Linked DNA regions of Mus musculus: regions 2 and 3 are each linked to region 1. The links are chromatin contacts, called in public Hi-C maps. All regions are on one chromosome and are shown on one strand. The core of a region is the stretch at or near the end of the contact, and the rest is flanking DNA. Distances in the headings are between cores, read along the strand shown.

The links. A called contact is a pair of places that touch in the nucleus more often than the background predicts.
Region 2: a Hi-C map of muscle stem cells shows a contact between it and region 1, with 3 times the contacts expected there. The contact joins two enhancer-like sites. A contact is called at or near these places in 2 of 484 Hi-C or Micro-C datasets (muscle stem cells and nephron progenitors).
Region 3: a Hi-C map of muscle stem cells shows a contact between it and region 1, with 3 times the contacts expected there. The contact joins two enhancer-like sites. A contact is called at or near these places in 3 of 484 Hi-C or Micro-C datasets (muscle stem cells and uterus).

What each region holds. Positions count from the first base shown.
Region 1 is chr7:72,749,645-72,753,230 of GRCm38.p6, reverse strand. The region is part of intron 3 of Gm36865 (a long non-coding RNA gene); the gene reads left to right. Among named protein-coding and RNA genes, the nearest start is that of Gm36865, 75 kb to the left of the region's middle. Within about 2 kb of position 1,605, at least 29 of the 459 cell types and tissues checked have an H3K27ac peak or open chromatin away from gene starts, as enhancers often do. A contact at or near this core is called in muscle stem cells, where this site is marked.
Region 2 is chr7:72,588,143-72,591,806 of GRCm38.p6, reverse strand. No RefSeq gene overlaps it. Among named protein-coding and RNA genes, the nearest start is that of Gm36865, 240 kb to the left of the region's middle. Within about 2 kb of position 2,201, at least 49 of the 459 cell types and tissues checked have an H3K27ac peak or open chromatin away from gene starts, as enhancers often do. A contact at or near this core is called in muscle stem cells, where this site is marked.
Region 3 is chr7:72,539,824-72,543,153 of GRCm38.p6, reverse strand. No RefSeq gene overlaps it. Among named protein-coding and RNA genes, the nearest start is that of Gm39035, 230 kb to the right of the region's middle. Within about 2 kb of position 1,378, at least 78 of the 459 cell types and tissues checked have an H3K27ac peak or open chromatin away from gene starts, as enhancers often do. A contact at or near this core is called in muscle stem cells, where this site is marked.

The DNA of each region.
Region 1 (3,586 bases), core at 356-2,855:
TACCCAGGGATACAGGTGTGGGGGGGCCATCACACAGAGGGAGCCTCACAAGGTTCCCAGGCCTTTGTCATCTTATAGCCCCCTCCTCCAGAGGCTGAATCCTTACCAGAGATTAAAATGTAATGACACAATGAATTGAGACCAGAAATCATCATTGGAAACTGTTCTTTGAGGCATTATAGGACATGTGGCATTATGCGCAAACATGAAAGGGGATTTCAGATGCAGCAGTGGGCTTCCATTTATACACATTTTAAACATTTTTATAGATTTGCAGAGGGAGAAGCTTTGCAGCCTAGAGTCTTTAGGAGAAAATGGAAGCTGCATTTTAGTGAGGGAGAAGGGAATAATAAGAACCACCTGAAAATCAACCAGAGGTAGGGAAGAAGGAGAACACTGAGGGTGACGCGAGTGGGTGCAAAGCACAGTGCCATTGCAGAGTAAAGCTAGAGTGGTTTATTGGTGGATACCAGTTTCAGTTGTTATATTTTGGTTGGACAAATGCTATCTACTATATCAGTTATCTTGGGCTACTATTTAAAAGCATCATAGCCAGGATATTATAAACAATGGCAGTTTATTTCTGGATGCTAAATGTTCAAGACCTTGGTAATGGTATCCTTCTTTGTCTGGCAGATGTGTTTCTAGGCACTAGTGTGGACTTTCTTTCATGTAGTACAAAGTGGGCCTTTTTCTTAACAACCGCTCTCAGGGCAATTATTTCCCCAATACAGCACTCCCAAATACCATTACACTGACAGCTACAGTGTCAACATCATTATAAAGAGATATGCACATCCAATTCATAGTGATGACACTGACAAAAAGACTTCTTTCAGGAAGGGCACACTTGAGAGCTTACAGTTAATCTAAGCAGGCAAAACCTGGGCCTCGTTGTAGCTGTAGTATACTGCATTATGGCCTTTGCTACGTGAATAAGCCCTAAAAGCTGTTAGTACTATTGACATTTCTGACGCTGTTGTGGGTAGTGTCCATGACTCAGAGAATTCCTGTTTGGATGCAGTACAGTTGTATTTGCCTCACACATTTTCACCTTGCTTCCTGCTTTGAATTGTCATTGCACGGTCAGGTTGTTCAGAAATATTTCTCAAGGGCCCATGAAAACCTATGAAGTATAATAATGGTCTATAAATGTGGATGCTTCACTTTGTCCTTCCTGGGCTTATATCATTTTCAAAAGGGTAAGCATTTTCGTGTGTGTGTGTGTGTGTGTGTGTGTGTGTGTGTGTGTGTGTGAGAGAGAGAGAGAGAGAGAGAGAGAGAGAGAACGGTCTTTCAGCATTCAATGCTGTTCAGCCATTGTTGGCCTCAGGCTGGGAGTATACCGGCCCAGATTGAGCACATTTACGTTCGCTGCAACCCGTGGGACTGGTATTGATTTACTATCACATTTGGGAAAGAGAAACATACGGGGACACACTTGCTATGTCATGCCTCATTTGCTTGGAAGCGAGAGTGCAGCTGATCTGGGAGTGTGGTGACCCCTGGAACGAAATTCCATGTGTGATAAATTGTGAGCTCTACCGTGCAACAGAGAATCAACACATGTGGGGATGAGAACGTCACTTGGGTGGATGACCCAGCTGTGAGGAGGAGGTAACAGCAACTCAGGCTGTTGGTAAGCACTGCTAGCTCAGCTCCTGGCAGTGCTGGGCTGACCTTTTCCCACCCGGTCCATCTGGATTTTATGATTTTTGTTTCTTGTTTTGGCAACTACTGAAATTGAGGTGCTACTTCTGAGGTCAAAGAGGCTGTCAGTGGGCAGTGCTCCATGTCATTTCCCTTCTCTGAGGAAATGCTCTTTTAAGAGCTTTGCTGTAAAATTCACAGCCTCATTCTAATTTTTCAAGACAGATGCAGAGCACTTAAGGTGACACCAGTGACTCAAATAAGAGCAGATGGGGATGGAGGGTTAAGCACTATGTCTTTTCCCTCCTCCGCCTCCTCCTCTTTTTCCTCTTCCTCTTCTTCTTTAACTATTTACTGAATTCTTGTGAATTTCACATCATTCATCTCAACCCCACTCATCTCTCAATCCCTCCATATCTTCCCTCTGCCCTTGAAACCACCCCCAAGAAGACAAAAATAAAAACAAACAAAAAAAAAAAAAGAGAGAGAGAGAGAAAAATAAAAAAACTTTTAAAAACTCATCTTGCTGTGAAACTGTGTGGTGTATCATGGTGTGTCCCACAGTATACCCTCTTGTTCGGTTGCTTTACCTGATAATATACATTGCAATGAGTCATTGATCTGGTTTGAGACCTCTGCTATCTGCTGCATTATCAATACTGAATCTTCACTGGTGAAGGGGGAGTAGTTCTGATGCGAAGGTCTTGTTCCCCAATTGGCTCTTGATTTGTCAGTCAAGAAAGCAGGGAGCTAATTGGTGGGTGGAAGGTACAGATGGGACTTCTGGGTCCTAGGAGGAAAAAAGGAGCAAGAAAGAAGAGAGGCGCTTTCAGCTGTGCTTTGGAGGAAGAACACAGAAGCCATGTGTCTCAGGGGGGAGCTCCGTCCTGTGGCTTCTGCTACAGGCGGGTGGCCAAGGATGTTTTGCAGGGTCTAGGCAGGATTAGCCACTGAAGTTTAGGGCAAGTGGAGAGACAGAGATAATAAATTGCTAAGGGCATGCTTTTCCAGTTAGGATATAGTAACAGCCAGCAATTGTGCCTAGAGGGCAAATTATAAAGTGCCAATCTCTCTCTCTCTCTCTCTCTCTCTCTCTCTCTCTCTCTCTCTCTCTCTGTGTGTGTGTGTGTGTGTGTGTGTGTGTGTGTGTGTGTGTGTGTGTATTGCCCTGTGTCATGGGGATCCTGCAGCTTTAGTTCTCCAGGACTGACCCCTTCAGCAGTTGTACAGCCCATCAACTCTCTTGCACCTACCTCACCCTACCTCACCAGAGGCAGTTCTCCTCATTAGCCCAGGCAAGGGACAGGAACAGCTCTCCTGCTTGTGGCAGCCGGCAGGGGACAGGGCTGACCCTCTGGTGCTCATGTCACCAGGGCCAGCTTTCCAGTACTGCTCTGCCAAGCTGCCCAGGCAAGGGGATAGAGTTGGCTCTCTCACATACTGCAGGAAACGGGGACTGGAGGAGGCATTGATCCCATACCCACACCACTGCAAGAATGAAAAGGGGTGAGAATAAGAGAGGTAGCACTCAGAGGAGCATCCTGCATATCTTCTGGGCAGCATGGTAGAGTTGGCCCTCCTGGGGTGGGCCTTTGAGAGCCAACCCTTATGGTGTGAGAACAAGAGAACTTGGCTCTATCTCTTGCTCAGTGCTATTCTCATTCCTTAAAAATAAAAATAATTTCTTATACCATCTTCACTAAACTTCCTGCTGTGCCACCCCCACTCCCAGTTCTAAGTGTCTCTGTGTACACATGGGCATTGAAACTGAAAGGAAATAAAACTGTAATTCATGTAATGTATGTTAAATAGCCCAAAGAGTTGTTTCTGAGCTTTGAAACCTGGGGCTGAGAACATAGCAGAACAGACCAGGACATGCCCGGGCAAGCCCATCGCCTCCCTAGCTCCCACCCCTCTGACCTAAGTTAAATGTTAC
Region 2 (3,664 bases), core at 952-3,451, 160 kb after region 1:
TCTGAATCTCTAGGCACTCAGACAGACTGGGACCAGGGCTACTCAGTTAACATGAGAATTCCTCTTCAAACCAAACGAACTCCTATGGCTTCTTTTGAACAATTTCTCTCACACTTCTGAATTCTGCTTGGTGTTGAAACACGTTAACTTGTTTTAATTTCTTTTTCATGAAGATCATTAAAGATAACCATAAATTTTCTCTTCTCATTCAAATTTTGACCCTAATGGGTTTTTTTTTTGGTTGTTTTGTTTTTGTTTTTGTCTTTGTTTTTTTTGTTGTTGTTTTTGTGTTTGTTTTGTTTTGTTTTGCTTTGTTTTTTGCTAGTTATAAAATCATTTTGCTAGCATTAAATAAGGTTCAGCTTCCTGCAAGGTACTTTCAAAGCAGGCTACCAACTCCCATTCCCTAAAACTTTGGATTTCTGATAGGCTGATCAGGGGCATGGGGTTGTGAAAACTGGTGAGCTTAATCTGCGTTAGGCATGGTATGCTACAAGGAAAACAAGATGATGGAGATGAGAAAAAGGAGAGAATTTCCTGGCTGATACCTGCCTTGGGAGAGAAGTTTTAATGAGGTGGTTGCAATGTTTCTTGTAGTGTCCATCTCTGTACATGCCCGAGACACCTACAATAAAGACTTGTGTTATTTTTCTCAAAGTGTTCTTACATTGGATTCATTTATTTTGAATGCTGAGTTCTCAATCTGACCGTGTGTTTAGACAGGACTATTGGGATAGTATTCCAGAACATTTCAGCTAGGATTGGGAGCTAAGACACATTAGTCCATAGCTGCCTTTCTAGACTGGAGCAAGAGGAATTCATATCATCCATGACTGCCAGGCTGCTGTGAGCAAGCTCAATGAGTCAAATGAGTCATCTGCCCACTTACTTTCTACTCAGAGTAACAGGCGAAGTGTGACAGAAACTGAGATGTTAAATTTATAGTTTTAGAAACCAGGCATCCAAGGGACTGGATGTCTCAGCTGAGCTAAAGGTCCCGTGAATGAAAAAAGTTGGCAACCATAATCAATATTTTCTTTCTAATGAGAAGACTTTTGCTTTCTTTCCTGTCAAGATGTCCTCTTCTTGGAAAAAAAAAAGATAATTCCTAGTGACAGATTACACTTCTGAGTGTGAAGTGCCTCAGGCAAAGGGCACAGTTCCCTAAACGGATACATCAGATATGAAAGAGGCACAGGCAAGAGGCTGGGATGAAAAGGGGATGGTGGTGCTATCTTGGGATGAGTCACCACTGTCACACTGCAGGGGAGGAGAGGGTCCTTTATCTGAGGACCAGGAAGTATGACTGATACATATTCATCTGCATCCCTGAAAGAATGCTCACCACCCAAATCTTCTCAAAAATAGATCCTGACATTTAGGGCTTATGTCCTGTGAGATTTCTAGTTTGGATCAAACCAAACAGAGAGAAAGTTAATTACTGAGTTCTGAGGGTAGAAGAGGCTCCAGGGCAGCTGAGTGTTAATGGCTTTATTTATACACAATGGATGTACAAGGAACAACACATATTGAATGTACTCTGAGTTTGGATGTATTATTGAACATAGAAGACACTTCTCAAGGTTTTCTTGTGCCCTTTGTATTTCGTGTGCTTTGGATCTGCATGTGCTAAGAACCCTTAACAGGGCATCTACCTATTTAACAAAGGGTATGACTGTTGTTATTGTATATATACAGTCCACTTAGAGAACTATGTATACCACATTGTGATTATATAGTGAGCATTTTATTATTATTACTATAATTACATAATTATTATTATATTAATTATTATACAGGTAAATAAACTCAGGGGAAATTAAAAGATTAAAAAAGTGTTAAAAGATATTACACAATTATAATTTTAAAAATCTGCATTAAAGTGGACATACATAAAATAATGAAATGAGCTCTTAATATGACATGTATAAATAATAAACTACATTTCTTCATTGGATTAAAGTAACTTTTACAGTAGTCATTTCAGGAGATAGTTTATAAGATGTTTTTCATAAATGTTACTTTGGATTTTTATTCCATGCCTGCAGTACCTCTACATTCAGCCCAAACCATCTACACGATATAAAATGGCTTCCCATGTGAAGAGAAATGCATTTTGACTTGACTCACCTCAAGTCCAGCTGTGATGCTTCTGCCGTCTAGGACCCTTGCCATATTTGGGCATGATGAACTGCTAAGTCTGGCCTCAGACATGCCCAGCCAAAACTGCTGGACTTGGCCAGCGTAGGGCCTGGGAGTGGGCTTTGGTGCTGAGAATGCAGTGGCTGGTGATGTTGGGCAATCATGGAGTCATAGCAGCAGAGAAATCAGAATCCATATCCAAGCTCAACTCCTTGATTAGCTTCTATTTAAATAAAAATTTACTGAGTTTTTCAGCTGTCTTGGCAACATCAGATTCCAGCCTGGAGAGGAAGTATGTGAGTCAGAGGTGGGAAGAGGCAGCTGGCCTGGTACTGTTCCAATCGTCCTCCTCCTCTGAGGACCATGTCTCCTGGAGCTTTGTGCTGCATTTACAAATAGCCTGCAGGGAGCCTGAGCATTGTGTAGTTATACTCCATCAAAGCTGTCCTGGAGGCCATTTCTGAGTGTGTTTCAATGCATGATAGCCATCAGCATTAGCCCTGTCCTCTTGAGCATCATAAATGAGTGATCCTCAAGAAACCATCCCACGGAATGGAACAAAACAGGGCATTGAGAAACGAAAAGAAGGATGTGTCTCTACATGGATTCTAAGTCTGTGCCCCCTGCAGATAATCTCATAAGACCATTTAGACAAACAGGGAACGTTTGCTCCCATGCACCACTTTTAAAAGAAGCAACAGTTAAACCTAGGTCTGAATGACCATCCTGCTTCACAATCCAAAAGTGCCTTCATGTTCTCCCAGCTTCTTCATCTCCTTCCTTTTATGCTCTTTCCCTGTATTTTAGTGGCATAGAAGTAGTTAGAGGCATGAATCTGAGGTATAGACTCAGTTACTCAGTCTCTCTCCTCTACAGAGAAAAAAAATATGATGAATAATATATATTATATATTAGATATAATTTACATAATGTTGTATTGTTTATTATATATTATTTTATTTTGTTATATATTATATTATAATTATTATAATTATCCTTTAATTATAATTATCATGTATGATTATATGTGTATATATGCATGTATATGAAATGTTTATAATATAATATACAATAATACATATTATTATTTGTTATATAATATGATATAACATATTGTAATGGTAATGTATAATAACATATATATGATATATTAGTTCTTCCTTTATAATCAAAAAGTGTTTGTTTTAGAGGGTAGAATGAGCAGGGCTTAAACTTTTTTTTCTTTTCTTTTCTTGTTGCTGATTCCTGGAAAACAGGATGGAAAATATAATCATTTTGGTGGTGTGTCTGAGAAAGACCTTGAAAGAAAGCTCTCCAGATGGCAGTTCTCCATCATAAGATACAAAATGAGATGCCAAGGATGACCAATGGGTAGGTTGAAGAAGGCTCTGTCTCTGTAATAACAAAGATATCTTAGAGAAAGCAATCCAGAGTCTTACTCAGCCAGGCTCTACCTTAAGACTTGGAGTTGCCTGTTGGAAATCTTTACGTGTTGTAGTAGAGCTGAGAAGTGTGACTGGGG
Region 3 (3,330 bases), core at 129-2,628, 210 kb after region 1:
ATTAGTTCTTGAATTCTGACCTGAAACATGGTGCAACAGGGCCTTCCTAAGACACATAGGCAAGCTTCTGCCTGAGTAGGGAAAGGAAACTGACTTAGAAAGCCCATGCAAATTCCTCTGTTGCTTCCTAGGACACAGAGCAGCCCCTGATGTCTGGTCCAAGAAGAAACTGGGCTGAACTTTCTTCCTTCCATCTCCATCTATACTGCATTCCCTACATTCACTTTCAGAGAGAGAGAGAGAGAGAGAGAGAGAGAGAGAGAGAGAGAGAGAAAGGGAGAGAAACAGAGATAGACACAGGTAGAGAGAGATACAGAGAGAGAGACAGGGAGAAAGAAGGAGAGAGACAGAGACAAACAGAGACAGTGAGATAGACAGAGGGGGAGAAAGAGACAGAGAGAGGGAGAGAGACAGAGGGAGAGATAGACAGGAAGAAACAGAGACTAAGAGGGAAAGAGAGAAAGACTGAGACCAGAGAGATGAAGAGAGAGGGAGTGAGAGACAGAGAGACAGACAGAGGAAGAGAAAGAGATAGAGACAGAGAGGCAGAGAGAGAAAGATGGACAGAGAGAAAGAGACAGACACAGAGAGAGGGAGAGACAGAAGGAGAGAGAGAAAGAGACATAGAGACAAAGACATAGAGAGGGAGAGAGGGGGAGAGAGAGACAGAGAGGCAAACAAAGACAGAGAGACAGACAGAGGGAAGGAAAGAGACAGAGAGGGACAGAGACAAGCAGACAGACAGAAATAGACATAGGGACAGAGAGGGTGAGAGACAGAGACAGACAACAAGAGGGAGAGGGACAGGGAGAGAGAGAGAGGGAGGGGGAAGGGGAGGGGGAGGGAGAGGGAGGAGGTTCAGAGCTGACTGAGCGTACACTGAGTATCGCTCTCAGAGGAAAGAGGCTAGAACATTGGAACTACTCTTTTTCTGGAGGCGTGTGAAGTAATAGTACCAGTGAATAATCTCTGATTTTCACATTTTAAAGAGTAAACATACTGTGTTTAATCATTTTTAGAATCCAGCCAAAACAATATTCAGAAGACTTGATTTCAGCAGACCCACTAGGAAGCAGATACCGCAGCTCCACCCACAGGTTTCTATTTTTCTCTACTGAAGACGGAGCTCCCCGTTTGCTTTCGGATGGCAGTGAACAGTTTTGTGTGTCCGGCCACATCTTGCTAACCGCAGCCTTCTTTCCTAAGCTCATTATTTGCTAATGATTTTCTTGGCCACAAAACTCATAAAAATCCCCTGAGCTACCTTTTTTTTTTCTTTTTCTTTTTTCCTTTTTGAAATACTCGTGGGATGGTTGCTCCATTTGTTCAGCATCTGTGCTGGACAACATCTGGGGTGTGAGGAAATTCCACGGCTTGCAGTATGACGCGGAAAAAACAAAATTACTTTTTCATGCACTTCAGAGGAGACTGGAGAGCATCCTTCTGACCAAACAGGCCCTTTGTTCTCCTCCCACAAGTGGTTCTCATTAAAAATGTCATCTCCCTAATAAATTGCCTTACTGCCCTTGCAGCTGGGCCTATTGTTTTCGTGGCTTTGTGCTCACAAGGACTCTCCCAGGGAACAGAAAGCAAGAGAAAACATGGGATGCTTTCCCTACCCTGTCTGCTCAGGATGTCTTCTTTTACCCTTTGTAGGTGGATGGCAACTTGTCTATCACTGGGGCTTTAGAATTCCCCTAATATTCACTATTTGGCCAATTGTCCCCGATCATGTGCTGTCACAGCTTAAAGAGTGCATGGTGGCCATTCCTGTCTGTGGATGCAAAGTGAAAAGTGAGAGTTTGGGGACTATATCCTCGTGGTTTGTATTTTTGCATGGAAATATCCAGTGTCCCGCATTTATTCCCTGACACAAGAAAATATGACACTGTTTTAGGGAAGGTAAGAAATGAAGATACTATATATGAAAACAGGAATTGGGGGAGTGGGTTTGCCTGTATGTCTCTGTGTGTAGGCGGAGGGCTGTCTAAGGATTCTCTTTAGGAGCCACACAACGGTTAAACATCTCCCCAGAACATTCAACTCCAATTATAGCTGAGACCCAAGAATTGCAAAAAATTTAATAGTTTGGGGTTCATATATTTGATCAGAATTAATCTTAACAATCAAGGGGGCTTGTAGTGTGTGTGTGTGTGTGTGTGTGTGTGTGTGTGCTTATCAATTTATTTTCCCACCTTACTAACTACCTCCTATTTTCTCAACTCCCCACAAACCTCTATCCACTAGCTCAGCTGGGGCTTTGCTCATCCAAACTCTTTTTCCCAGTTACTCAGTGTACCTTCCACATGTGACAGGAAATTAAAATTAAAGACCTCCTGACTTGGAGGGAGAGAGAGAGAGAGAGAGAGAGAGGGAGGGAGAGAGAGGGAGAATGAGTTGTTTTGCAGTGAGGTTTCTTTTATGATCTACAGGCTTCTTATGACTTATTTAGAACTTGGGGGGAGGGGGAGATACAATAGTCTAGTGGATAGGATTGGCACTTTGTCTCAAGCTGGATGGCTGGGCTAATTTAAGATGTAAGTTTCCACAATTTTCTTTATACCAAACATTAACATACACTGAAATTAATACCTCTCCCCCTCCAGGACCCTTTTGCAGAAAAGCAGAAGTCATTGAGGCCAAGGCTGACAAACAACTTGGCTAGTCGATTGTGTCTTATGCCAGGGCATCTGTTTGAAGATATCCTTTTCAGTCATCCCTCCTGCCTGGTCGGCCATCTCAGAGGCTCTGTGCAAACTTCTAGAGGGAGGAGGGTACCTGGGTCACCCCATCAGCCATCTACCAAAAGCCCTACAAATTCACAGACAAATCTCTAGCCAGACCCATCAAAACCTGTCTCCAGGCTGAAGCTCTGAGAATATGTGTGTGTGGAACATTTTCTTTTTAAATGCTTACACATGTTGCAGTCATTGAAAGCCCAAGTCACAAGGACAACAGAGGTACAGCATCTTTTCCTCACTTACACAACCAAGGGAGGCATTACATCAGACTTGCTGATTAAGACAGACCATAATGCATGAATCAGAGTTACTGCATGGATCAGAGTTTCCAAGGGAGACAGGTGGGGAAAGGCTTTTGTATCAAATCATAGACAAAAAAAAAAAAAAAAAAAAAAAAAAAAAAAAAAAAAAGAAAGAAAGAAAGAAAAGAAAAGAAAAGCAGAGAAGCAGACACATTGCTATATTTGTTTCTTCACATGCTTTTGTTTAGTCATCAACAAACCCTTAGCCTCTCCTATTAAGCAGATAGCATTTTAGGCTCTGTAGATACAGTCAGTGATGTGAATGGCAAAGGGTCTGTCCAAAGCAA